Regions from separate parts of the Hordeum vulgare genome. Here region 2 is linked to region 1. A link is a contact called in public Hi-C data. All regions are on one chromosome and are shown on one strand. The core of a region is the stretch at or near the end of the contact, and the rest is flanking DNA. Distances in the headings are between cores, read along the strand shown.

Region 1 (5,652 bases), core at 2,636-5,135:
CATGGCTCAAGCCATTCGGACGCTCATGGGTCTGTATTTTATTTAGGGATTATTTTATATTGAACATACATGACCGCCTGAACTGAAAAGAAAAGAAAAGAAAACGATTCTTTTTTTTCACTTACGGGTGGCATAGGGCCGTAATTCTTGCAATCTTTAGGCGCAAATTTCGCGACGTACCGCAGAAGCATTAATTGCTTTATTATTAGGGAAAGATTTGAACCTAAACCTTTTTTTGAGTTTGAAGAATAATTTTTAAAAATCAAGATTTATTTTTGAATTTATGAACAATGCTTGAAAAATGCCAAAAAATTTAAATCTGGAACATTTTCTAAAACAAGAACATTTTTCAAAAATTAAGAACAATTTTAGAACACGAACCTAGTTTCACAATTAAACAAAATTTTGATATCTCGAGTTCTTTTGAATATACAGCACATTTTTTTGAAAATACCGACATTATCTTAAAATATCATCATTTTTTTAAATACCGAACATTTTTGGAAAATCGCAAACATTTTTTGAAGTTATGAATCTTTTCTTAAAAACGGCAACTATTTTAAATTTAGAACATTTTTTAAAAAAGCTAAAACATTTTCCGAATTTGAAGAACAATTTTTGAAAATCAAGAACATATTTTGAGAATCCTGAAGATTTTTTGAAGTTAGGAATGTTTATGAAAATGGAAACTTAATTGAAATTTAGAACACTTTTTGAATTTGAAGAACATTTTTTGTAAATCCAGAAAAGTTTTCTGAGAATACAAACATTTTTTATATTTATGAACATAGTTTTAAAAATGACAATTTTTTTGAATTAAGAACATTTTTTAAAAGCAGGACATTTGTCGAAATTTAGGAACAATTTTTAAACATGAACTTAGTTTAAAAATTAAACAAAATTTGATATTTTTGAACAGTTTTTGATAATACCAAACACTTTCTGAACTCATGCTTCCCCCGGTCGGCTAGGCCCGGGGGCAGCCAGCGTGAGGTTGTGGGCCGCGTTGAACTCGTGTCGAGCGGCCTCGAACTCGCGCTGGATAGCCTCGAGCGCTTTCGCCTCCGCGAGCACACGCTGGCGGCGGGTGTCCAGTTCCGCGGTTGCGGCCGTAGGGTCGGCCACAATCGGGATTTGCTCGTGCAGTGTGTCCACTGCGACGCGAAGCAGGGTCCGGTACGCTGATGTACTACCCAGCGAGATGATAGACATTACCTCCACGTGGGTGCAGAGGTCGTCGAGGTTGATGGAGAGGTCGTCGTTGTCAGACGATGGCAGCTCGTCGCAGTTGAGCACCTCGGCGGGGTACTCGTCGAGGACGACCGCGACGTAGACATGGTGCGAGCCGAATGGGACGATGGAGCCATCGATGGGGAAGTCCACGTCCTCGAGGCAGTGGGCATTGTCGTTGACGCAGTCGAGCGCCACCGTAGCCCATGACAAAGCCGTGCGCCACGAGCACGTCAAAAAGGGTGAAGGGTCCCGCCCGAAACGTTACTCCGGCCGACGTTGCTATCGGGCCCATGGTGAGGCCAACTGTCGTGGTATTTCCACGACAGATGCGAGGGGATGACTTAGTTCGTAGTTTGGGACTGACGTGCGCCGGCGGCGTCTGGGAACAGATGAAGGTGCAAGACATATGACGTCGATCTATCCAGGTTCAAGGCCCTCCGATGAGGTAAAACCCCTAATCCTGCTCGTGTGACTATAGGTGATCACAATATAGGCGCGTCCTTAAGCTGTTCATGAGTAGAAAGATAGAGCTCTCGCTACGAGTCTCGCTACCTCTATGGGGTGTGTAATGTGGAGTGTTGTGAGTATTCGGGAGCAAACCAACCCCTCTATGTGGGGGCTAGGGTTTGGATTACAATAGTGGGGGAAAAGAAGGGTCGGGACCCGGCTGCGAGCCTCTCTGGCTGGCTGTGGGCCCATCTGTTGTCGAGTATTGTCTGACACGGACCCGCTGGTCAAGCACCACAGCGGTAAGCACGCCGGTCGTCAAGGAGTTGGTAGGCACAGGCTTTGCTAGAGAACGGGCTCGCCCAATCAGCCTCGAAAGTGATCGATGACCCTATAGCCTTGTCATGCTTGCATCATGGTGTCGATGCCCCTATAGCCTTGTCATGCTTGCATCATGGCGCCCTGTAGCCTCGTCGGATCTGTCAACACGCACTTTAACCATGCATGCTCCTTCAAGGGATTGTCATCGTACGCTAGTACGGGCGTTGACCCGCCGGCTATCGTTGGCGCTAGCCGGCCAGCAACACGACGGTGAGACGAACCGCAGCCGACGCCTAAATGTGTTGGAGTGAGATTTCCTCCACTTTGATATACCCGGCGCCATTACCCCGTCATGAGGCGAACCAACAACTTTGCTTTGATAGTAGAGATTTTGAAACGGATGGAGTAATAAGCAGTCAACTTTTACTCTACTCCCTCCGTTCCTAAATATAAGTTTTTGTAGAGATTTCACTAGTGGGCTACATACGGATGTATATAGACATACTTTAGAGTATATATTCAATCATTTTGCTCCGTATGTAGACCCTTAGTGAAATCGCTTAAAAGACTTATATTTAGGAACGTACATGTTATTCTGACCAAGAGAAAACAAAGGTCACTGATCACAATTCACCACACCCAGCAGCTCATCATCACGTCACATGGGCCTCCCAGCCAGCATGAAGGCCTTGAACACAAGCTTCCTGGGCACCGTCGGCAGATCCCCCCACCCCTCTTCCATCTCCTTCATCACATCCTTCACCAGCGCCTCCAGGTCCACCCCTCTCTCCCTGGCCGTCGTCGCGACGGAGCCGGTCATCACGAACCCGGCCAGGTCCTCCAGCGTCATCTCCGCCTCCATGTCGACATCGGCCGGCTCGCCCTCGCGGCCCACCCCGACGGGCTCGAAGGGGAACGGCAGCTCGTGGTACCGCTCCATGGCCAGCCTCGTCCTCGGGTCCATGTACGGCCGCATGGCCGGGTACAGCGTCCCCTGCAGCTTCTCCCCGAACGGGTGGATGTCGTAGTTGTACCCCCACACGGCGAGCACGCCGCCGGGCTTCTTGAGGGCGCGGTTCACCACGGCGTAGAAGAGCGGGACGTCGAACCAGTGGATCGCGGTCGCCACGACGACCAGGTCCAGGGAGCCCTCGCCGCCGACCAGCGCGACGAGCTCGTCCTCCGGGAGGCCCTCCGGCGTGTGCAGGTACCGCACCTTGGGGTGCGCGATGGCGTGGCGGAGCTGGCCCTCGCTCACGTCCGTCGCCACCACGCCGTCGTAGTGCTCCGCGATCTGAGGAGGAGGGAGGGGGGTTCGTTTTTTCAGGTGCTCGCTCGACTCATCTCAGAGTTCAGATCAGACAAACAGACGGCGTGGCTTAAAGGGTTGGAGGCTTACGCTGACGGAGGCCTGGCCGCTGCCGCAGCCGGCGTCCCAGGCGCGGCGGTGGCCGGCGGTGAGGGAGGCGAGCTTGGAGAACCACTCCTCGGGGTACCGCGGCCGCTTCTCGGCGTACGTCTCCGACGGCTTCTCATACAGCCCCGCCATTCTTGTGCTCTGCTATCAACCGTCGGTCTATAAAGTGCGAATTGCAGTTGAAGGGCTGGATCTGGATGGAATTTATAGACTATTATCACGGAGGTCAGAGTCAAAGTCAAAGTCAATGTGGTCACATGATCCATATAAAAATGTAGCCATGAATTATCCACTACAGTAGGAATCTAGGATTCAGAATTGTAAACTGCAGCAATTTGTTTCTCAGACTTTACACTGCCACGTATCCATTGGAACGCATCACATCTGAATGAAACCTGTGGGTTTCGGGTATAAAGCAGGTCAACCAGACGTATGCGACTTTGCTTACTCCAGCTTGTGTGGTGCACACCATTTTTGCTTCGCCAACATGATTGTATGCACCGAACTGAACTATCTGAGCATCCACAATATGCTTCAGCACCCATAAGACCATATCTAACAAACACTGTAAAATCACGACATGTAAACGTGTACCGTTTTACAATTCGATAAAGTAAGGTTTTACGGGACGAAATGTTGCGTTGCAGACCCTGTATATGAAATTATAAAATTTGAAGAAAAAAGTGCTCGCGGGAAGCAACTACTACATCATTCATCGAACATAGGCATGGTTATTGTAAAAATTACATCAGTTCTTCATCAAACTACATTAGTTCGGCATACTACTACTAGGGGGAGGGTCTGAGGGCCGTGCAACGTACCCGACCCAATGCTACCAAAAAGGACGGGTGCGGCGACGACGGCGCGGCGGAGGAGCAGGAGGAGCTTACTCCTCATCGGAGGTGGAGTCGAGGTCGATCCACATCTTGTCCTGCTCGGCCTTCAGGATGCGCAGGTCCGCCTCCTTGGACACACTCGCCTGCGACGCCGTGACCCCTTGCTCGAGGAAGATCTGCTCGATCTCCAGCTAGCGACGGTTGCGCGCGGCGTCCTCCACCGCTTCCCTCACCGAGCGCTCCATGATGGCGCATGAGGTGATCCTCCCACCCCGAGGGGGGAGGTAATCCTCGGGGTCGATGACCCCTCCACGCAGCTCGTCGACGTCGTCCTCGAGCTTGACGGCGAGCGGCCCAAGCTCCTCCGCCCTTCTCCTCACCGGAGTTATGGTCCGCGAGGACGACGCGCCCGCGAACGAACTCCCAGCAGCAAAGGAGCCGACGCGTCGAGCCGCGAGCTCGTACGCCTCGAGCTCGTGACGCTCGAAAGCCTGCGGCGGCCGGAGGCCATACTTCAGCCACCTCCGGGATCCCGGCTTGCGTGCGGCGTCGGAGACGCGGCGGCGACGACGCTCGGCGTCATCCCCTCCATTTCCATGGCCGTCCATGGTCGGGACAGCCCGCTGGTGGTTTTTTTGTCTCGCCGACGACGAGAAATTAGGGCGGAGTGGGTGTTTGAATCGCGGCGGAGCTACGGTGATGGAGGTTAGGGTTCGACCCGTAAACGCGCTGTAAAACCATATATATGCCGGCTCGAGGGGTCTTTTTGCGGGCCGCGGTAAAAAATTTACGGGCCGAACATACGAGACAGGGTCTGTTCTAACCACTAAAACAGACCAAACCCGTATACTGGCCGGAATTTTGCAGGTTCGACCCTTTTACGGTGTCTACTAGGATGCTCTAAGTGAGAACACTTCAAGATGCTTAAACATTACAACAACACATGCATTAACTATTTAGTACTCCCTTCGTTCCTAAATATAAGTCTTTCTAGAGATTTCATCTAGAGACTACACACGAAGCAAAATGAATGAATCTATATTCTAAAATATGTTTATATGCATCCGTATGTAGTCTTCTAGTGAAATATCTAAAAAGACTTATATTTAGGAACGGAGAGAGTATTTGGTTCATTGGTTATCTACAAACTAATGGCTTGTTTTGACTACAGGTTTACAACAGGCAGTAAAAGATATAAGCACCGTAACAACAGGCGTCACATAACACTCTCCTATAAATGTACAAGTTTCTACGAGCAACGTTTACTGCACAAGGTAATTGTACAGCGGACGAAATGGGGCATCAGCAGACTGCAGAGAGGCTGTTGTTGGAGATCGGGGACAGTGGGACTGGCATAGCGAGCACAGGATGCGGGCCTATGTCCTGCTATGTGTGAGC
Region 2 (5,714 bases), core at 1,940-4,439, 360 kb before region 1:
TGTTTTGAGAGCAGAGACTATCTTTAGGGTGAAACCAAGATCTACGATCGGGTGACGACGACGCTTGTGAATCGTTTCCTTCTTTGAGTCGTCGCTTTTAGAGAACTTGGACTTCAGATATTGATTTGGTGGTGGTTATATTGTTGTTGCAAGGACTGAAACTGTGTAGCGGGGCTTTCCATTTTTAGCTTCTTTTTTCTTTTTTCACTATGCGCAACCATAATGCCGCTACGGTATTGCATTATTGCAGAGCCTGGATATAATTGATATCTTTATGGTATTAATATATTCCCTTTATCAAAAAATGGACACCCACAATGTGAGCAACCAAACATATGATGATGGGTTTTTATATGCACATGATTAACCAGGCCCTAAAGAAACGAGTATGCAAATTGTAAACGATGTGAACAACCAAACGCATGCACAAGTCTGACCGCAGCGAGTGGTGATGCTATGCCGCGCAGGTGCGTGCCTCTGCTAATTTTCAGTCTAACAATATCATTTTTGTTTGATCTTCTTATCGATAGGCTGATTCGTGTTCTTTCTTAATAAACAGGAGAAGTTTCTGCTGGTTGCTTGAAAACAAATTGACCAAAAGTTGGCCACAATTTTGACAACCACATACCTTCGTTCCTTCGAATGTCATATCTCTGCTTGAACTGCTAAGAACATCTATAACCAGATGGCTCAAACGATCTCTCATACATAACGTACTTCGGTCAAGAAAAAAAAGAGAAAAAAATGATCTAACTAGATCCATCATATCATCTCTATACATCCGGTCAGTCCGCGAATCTTCATATTAAGGATAAATATAAAAAGAGTATGAGGAATTGCAGATACACCCGAGCGCGTCACGTCAGTCCGTCACGTAAGACGCAAGCTCATCCCTACCTTTTTTCATTCTTTTTTTTTTCTCTTTTCGTTTCATTAATTACATGTAAATGATCGGACATATGAGAAAAAAATATATTGTTATACGGACGGATAAATAGAAAACACGTCGGCCATTGACCGGGTTTGTATGTGAAATTTTTAAGAGATCATATTTGTTATATGCGGGTGTGGATGCTTAAAAAGCATAGGTCCAAAGCACCGCTATGGCTGAGAAAGAATCCAGCCGGGCGACATGGATGGCCCAGAAACGGTCAAATGATCAGCTACGCCGGTATGCTGTTGGTACGTCACCGATGGAGGAATGGATCGGATTCTTCTGCCTCGATCTTCAAAACGGATGGTGCAAGAGATTTGGCAAAAAGGTCTCTTGTTGCGGACCGGTGGAGAGAAAGGCGATCACAATATCTGCAGGCTTTTTAGCCATCTAGATGCATGCTAGGTCTGGTCTTGGCCTGATGGCCTCCATGCGCCATGCATATAGTCCATTGCTTTCGTCTGAGAACGGTCATAGAGTGCTGCCAATAGTACTCTAGCTTTTTTATAAACGAACTTACTAGTGCATCTTGTCCATGTCCCAACCACTATACCGCTATGCCCCGAGCGTATGGTTATGCCTAGCTACGTACGTATATTTGTCCTTTGGTTGGCGTCCAGCCTTGTCCGTCGGTCGCCGGCTCGTCACACGAGGTTGAGGCTCATGATGCAGAAATTGATGATGGTAACTTTGCCAATGAAGGGGGCTAGACGGATGCTTCTTTTTGGTAGAACATGAGGTCTGTTCATTGATTTTAATCCCTTTACCTTTTTAACATTAGTGTTTGATATATGGGGCTGCTACGCCTGTGTTTAGTAAACATCCGTCACCTCAACAACCGTTCGATCTATACGTACACTCGTTTGATTCTTGTTCGATCCGGGCACAGGCTTAGGCCGGCAACGAGTGATTCCTGAAACGACGATCGAGTTGCAGAAACATTTGCTTTGTTGTAAAAACTAAACTTTGGACCCATTAATCCCTGAAACAAAAGTCGAGTTCCAGAAACAATCCTTTTGTTGCAGATTTGTTTTCCTTCGTCTTTCTACAACAACGGCCGTATTGCAGAAATAAATCCTAAAAGAACAAACGGGTTGCAGAAACAATTTCTCTAACTCCTGAAACAACAACCGCGTTACAGAAACAACGACCGTGTTGCAGAAAAACTAAAGAGGAAATGAATGGCTGCAAGATTAAAGGAGAGGGAGAGGAAGCAGAGGGACGAGCGACTGGTGGCGCGGGGGTTTGGGAGGATGGAGGCAGGGAAGGGCCGGCGGGAGGATGGAGGCAGGGAAGGGCCTACCCCCGCCATCGCGTCGCCGCCGGCGAGCGTCGAACCTCTGACCAGGTCACCTGGCTGCCATCTCCTCTCGGCAAAGCTGAATACCATTGATGCGTAATGGAGAGAGATTGCAGAAGAGATAAGATGAGGGAGAGAGACATCCGTGGTCCAATAACGCCACGTGTCGATCGAAGGAGGTGGCGGATGTTCCCCGCTCGATCTGTCGGTTGAGGGATAGACTTTTTCTTGATATACGCCTAAATAAGGAACAAATAAAACAAAGTTGAAATTTTATAACAAAAAAGAGTATGCTCGCGTATTAATTCTTCTATTATGTGAATTGTTTAAAAATTGGGGCCACATTTCGATTTTCGTTCGGGGCACCAAATTTCTGAAGATGACCCTGACTTCAATACTATGGAGAAACACACTTTATTCGTAGCATCAGGTCCAGGTGCTACCGCCAAAGGCTATGGCGGTAGCCACTTGCCACATTGACAGCCTACCGTGGTTGGTTGATGGTAAAAAGACGTCAAATCTGATTATTACTCCCTTCGTTCTTAAATATAAGATTTTTTAGAAATTTTAATATAGATTAGATATGAACCAAAATAAGTAAATCTACATCCTAAAATATATCTACGTATATCTGTATGTAGTTTATAATAAAATCTCTAAAATATTTTATATTTAAAAACAAAGGGAGAATTTTACAAACGGAACTCGTGCTAAACTTTCTCATAAGGGTCAAATAGTGAGTTTGGCCTTGGGGCGTCAATTCTCAAAGGTGTCTCGTAGGGAGCGATTCTGCACGCGATTTCTTTTCCGTGTCAATCGGCAGGGAGAAGTCCATTCTCAAACCGAACAAACGGAGACCTTTGCTTCGTTTCGGATAGCAGGACGGGATAGAGAGGAGAAGACGCTCGACAGTTGACGCCGACAACGGCGGCACGCGCTGGGCAGTAGTGTGATCTTTTATTTCGCCACGCGCAACCTGATCCTTTTTCGGGAACACGTGGCTCGCGAGTCTCCACACCGCAGTAGAGTACAACGTGCGGTCCAGCGCAAAATATAAGCGATAGTGTGGCTTTAATCCAGTTCCATGTCACCAGCAAAAAGAAAATGTCGGCATGCACGAGGAAAACGCGCTGGTTTGTGCTAATCTAGGTGACATTGACATGTAAGCAAAGCTCGCTCCCAGTTTAACGCGTCACTCACGCGACGCGTGCTTCTCACTGCGTGAAATACTGGGACAGAATATCTCACTGAACTTTGTTCAGTAGAAGTGCTACATCATTTGCACGCGGTCTCAAAAGCCATGCTTGCAGGGAAAATCAGACTCAAACTGTACGTGCTTGTTGTGATTCGAATGTTGCTGACCGAGAGGCAAAGTAATGTTATTGCAGGCATGCCAGGGACGTCAATGCCGGCCATCCGTTTACTTTCCATGCATGCGTGCGGATGCGATAAGATTGGCAGATATGTTGTGACGTGGAACTGACAAAGCGCCCCCTAAAAGTTCTTTCCTATCTATTTAGATTAAAACGAGAGTGATGAAACTGCGTCATCTTTATTGATGATGATATCTTATATACTTATCCAAAAAGATGTCTTCAAGGGGTGTCTGTACTGTTACAATTAAACACGCATTTTAATTAGAAGGAAATCTCCCCTTTTTAACTTCCATACGGTTGCAACCCCAGAGGCGGCTACCCCCTCTGGCGTGGCTCCCCATGGTGGAGACGACGGCAGGACCATAGTCGCGGCCCTGGCCGTCGAGCCAAAACGGCAACGAGGTGGTTACGTGATTTCTCGTGGTGGAAATCGGTTGGGAGAAAAGAGATGGAATCTCATCTCTTCACGAGTTATACACTTTAGCCCTTGCGGCTTCGTCTATTTACATAATAGGCCTGTGTGTATATGCCTCGCGACTAATTCGTGAACGTTTCAGGATAATTCAACATGGTCAAACTCTTAGTGCTATTCATTAGCACTTGTCATCTTTAGATCATGTATGCATAAATATGCAATTAACCTATTTTCTGTTGAGTTTTAAAATTCCAGAAATGTGTATATGTGTTTGCTATTGCAATGCCCTATACAACGACATTGTTTATGCGATTGAGATTAACTTTTCTCGCATAACAATATTGATTTGCGATTGAGAAATATATATTTTCTCGCTAAATAATCTTATTGCGATTGAGGGTTAATTTTCTCTCGCAAAATATTAATTCACCCTGCTGAATTATCTTGCAACTTGATAAAAGAACATCTCATTTAATTTGAGGTCTTCACAATTGAAGTTTTTCACTTAAGCATCAAGTTTGCAACATCATTACTATTCATTACAATAGTAGTGTGTTTCTGTTGACTACCGAGTTATATTCCAGATCTTAAGTTGATGTAATATATTTTCACGTTTATCACGTGTTGAGATTAATTACGTCCATTTGCAATAGAGATTTTTAATGTCTTGCAAAGATAAATTCAGTACCTCTCCAGTACTTTTCTTCGTTTAGTACGAGGTATTCCAGAATATTTCTATGATGTATTTATTTCCATGTTAAACGCATGTCGAGATTAATACGTCTATTTGAGTTTGAGATTTTCAATTTCTTGCAAATACATATGCAAAATTCAAAGTGATTTCTTCAATTTTATGCTTGGAATCACAAGGTAGTCATATGGATCTACTGCCTATGCAGATTATCGATGACTATTGATAAAGCTTACATTTTCTAGTTTTGACATTATGGTTACTTTACAAAGTGCTCTCCGACACATTTTTCTAAGTCATGGCACAAGGCATTACGAGTGAGTATCTACTAATTTCATCAGATTATACTCCCTAGTGATGCGAGATCCACTCCATTTTGAAGATTATCTTCAAGGTGTCATACTTTGCAATTTAAGATTCACATTAATGGTTTCAAGATAACTTCATAAAATACCCATTAATTTTGCTAAGTTCATTACAACATCAACCATCATGGTTTTTAATTTACTGACCGTAAATTAATTATCTCTCATAACCGATGGCTAGGGAAATTAAGGCTTCGCCCTCAGTGGCCACCACTGCCCTTTCCGGGCCATGGACATCCTGATGACTCTTGCGTCTCTTGAGATAATGTGTGAAATCCAAGACCACATGATTCACCTCTAGTTAGGATCACACCGCTAACAGAAAAATATTGTCTTATACGTCATAAAGCACTAGATTCAGATCTCAGAATCTCATTATTCTGTATCAGCAATTTCTGGGATACAATGAACCCTAAGGGAAAAGGTTTGAAGCTCACTTCAACTTTCAACCCGACATCACCAGTGATGACGGGACCCTGTGGGCATAGAGAATGTCATTGTTGAATATGCCTCAACCGACATGTTTGGAGAGTATGAATGGTCTCTCAATCTCTTGAGTGGTTAATATTTATTTATGTCCACTTATGATGTTGTAATAACAACATAAGTGTTGTTGTCATCATATATTGCATA

The links. A called contact is a pair of places that touch in the nucleus more often than the background predicts.
Region 2: a contact with region 1 is called in a Hi-C map of leaf, with 5 times the contacts expected there. The contact joins the enhancer-like site here to the promoter of LOC123444278 in region 1. A contact is called at or near these places in 2 of 6 Hi-C or Micro-C datasets (leaf and seedling).

What each region holds. Positions count from the first base shown.
Region 1 is chr3H:463,379,163-463,384,814 of MorexV3_pseudomolecules_assembly, reverse strand. LOC123444278 (putative methyltransferase DDB_G0268948) reads right to left here and starts at 3,885. Exons shown (of 2, transcript XM_045120956.1): 1 at 3,401-3,885; 2 at 2,553-3,295. The coding sequence starts at 3,550. The coding sequence ends at 2,660. LOC123444277 (violaxanthin de-epoxidase, chloroplastic) reads right to left here. Exons shown (of 3, transcript XM_045120955.1): 3 at 5,342-5,652.
Region 2 is chr3H:463,742,411-463,748,124 of MorexV3_pseudomolecules_assembly, reverse strand. No RefSeq gene overlaps it. Among protein-coding and RNA genes, the nearest start is that of LOC123444280, 140 kb to the right of the region's middle. Within about 2 kb of position 3,189, at least 2 of the 3 cell types and tissues checked have open chromatin away from gene starts, as enhancers often do. A contact at or near this core is called in leaf, where this site is marked.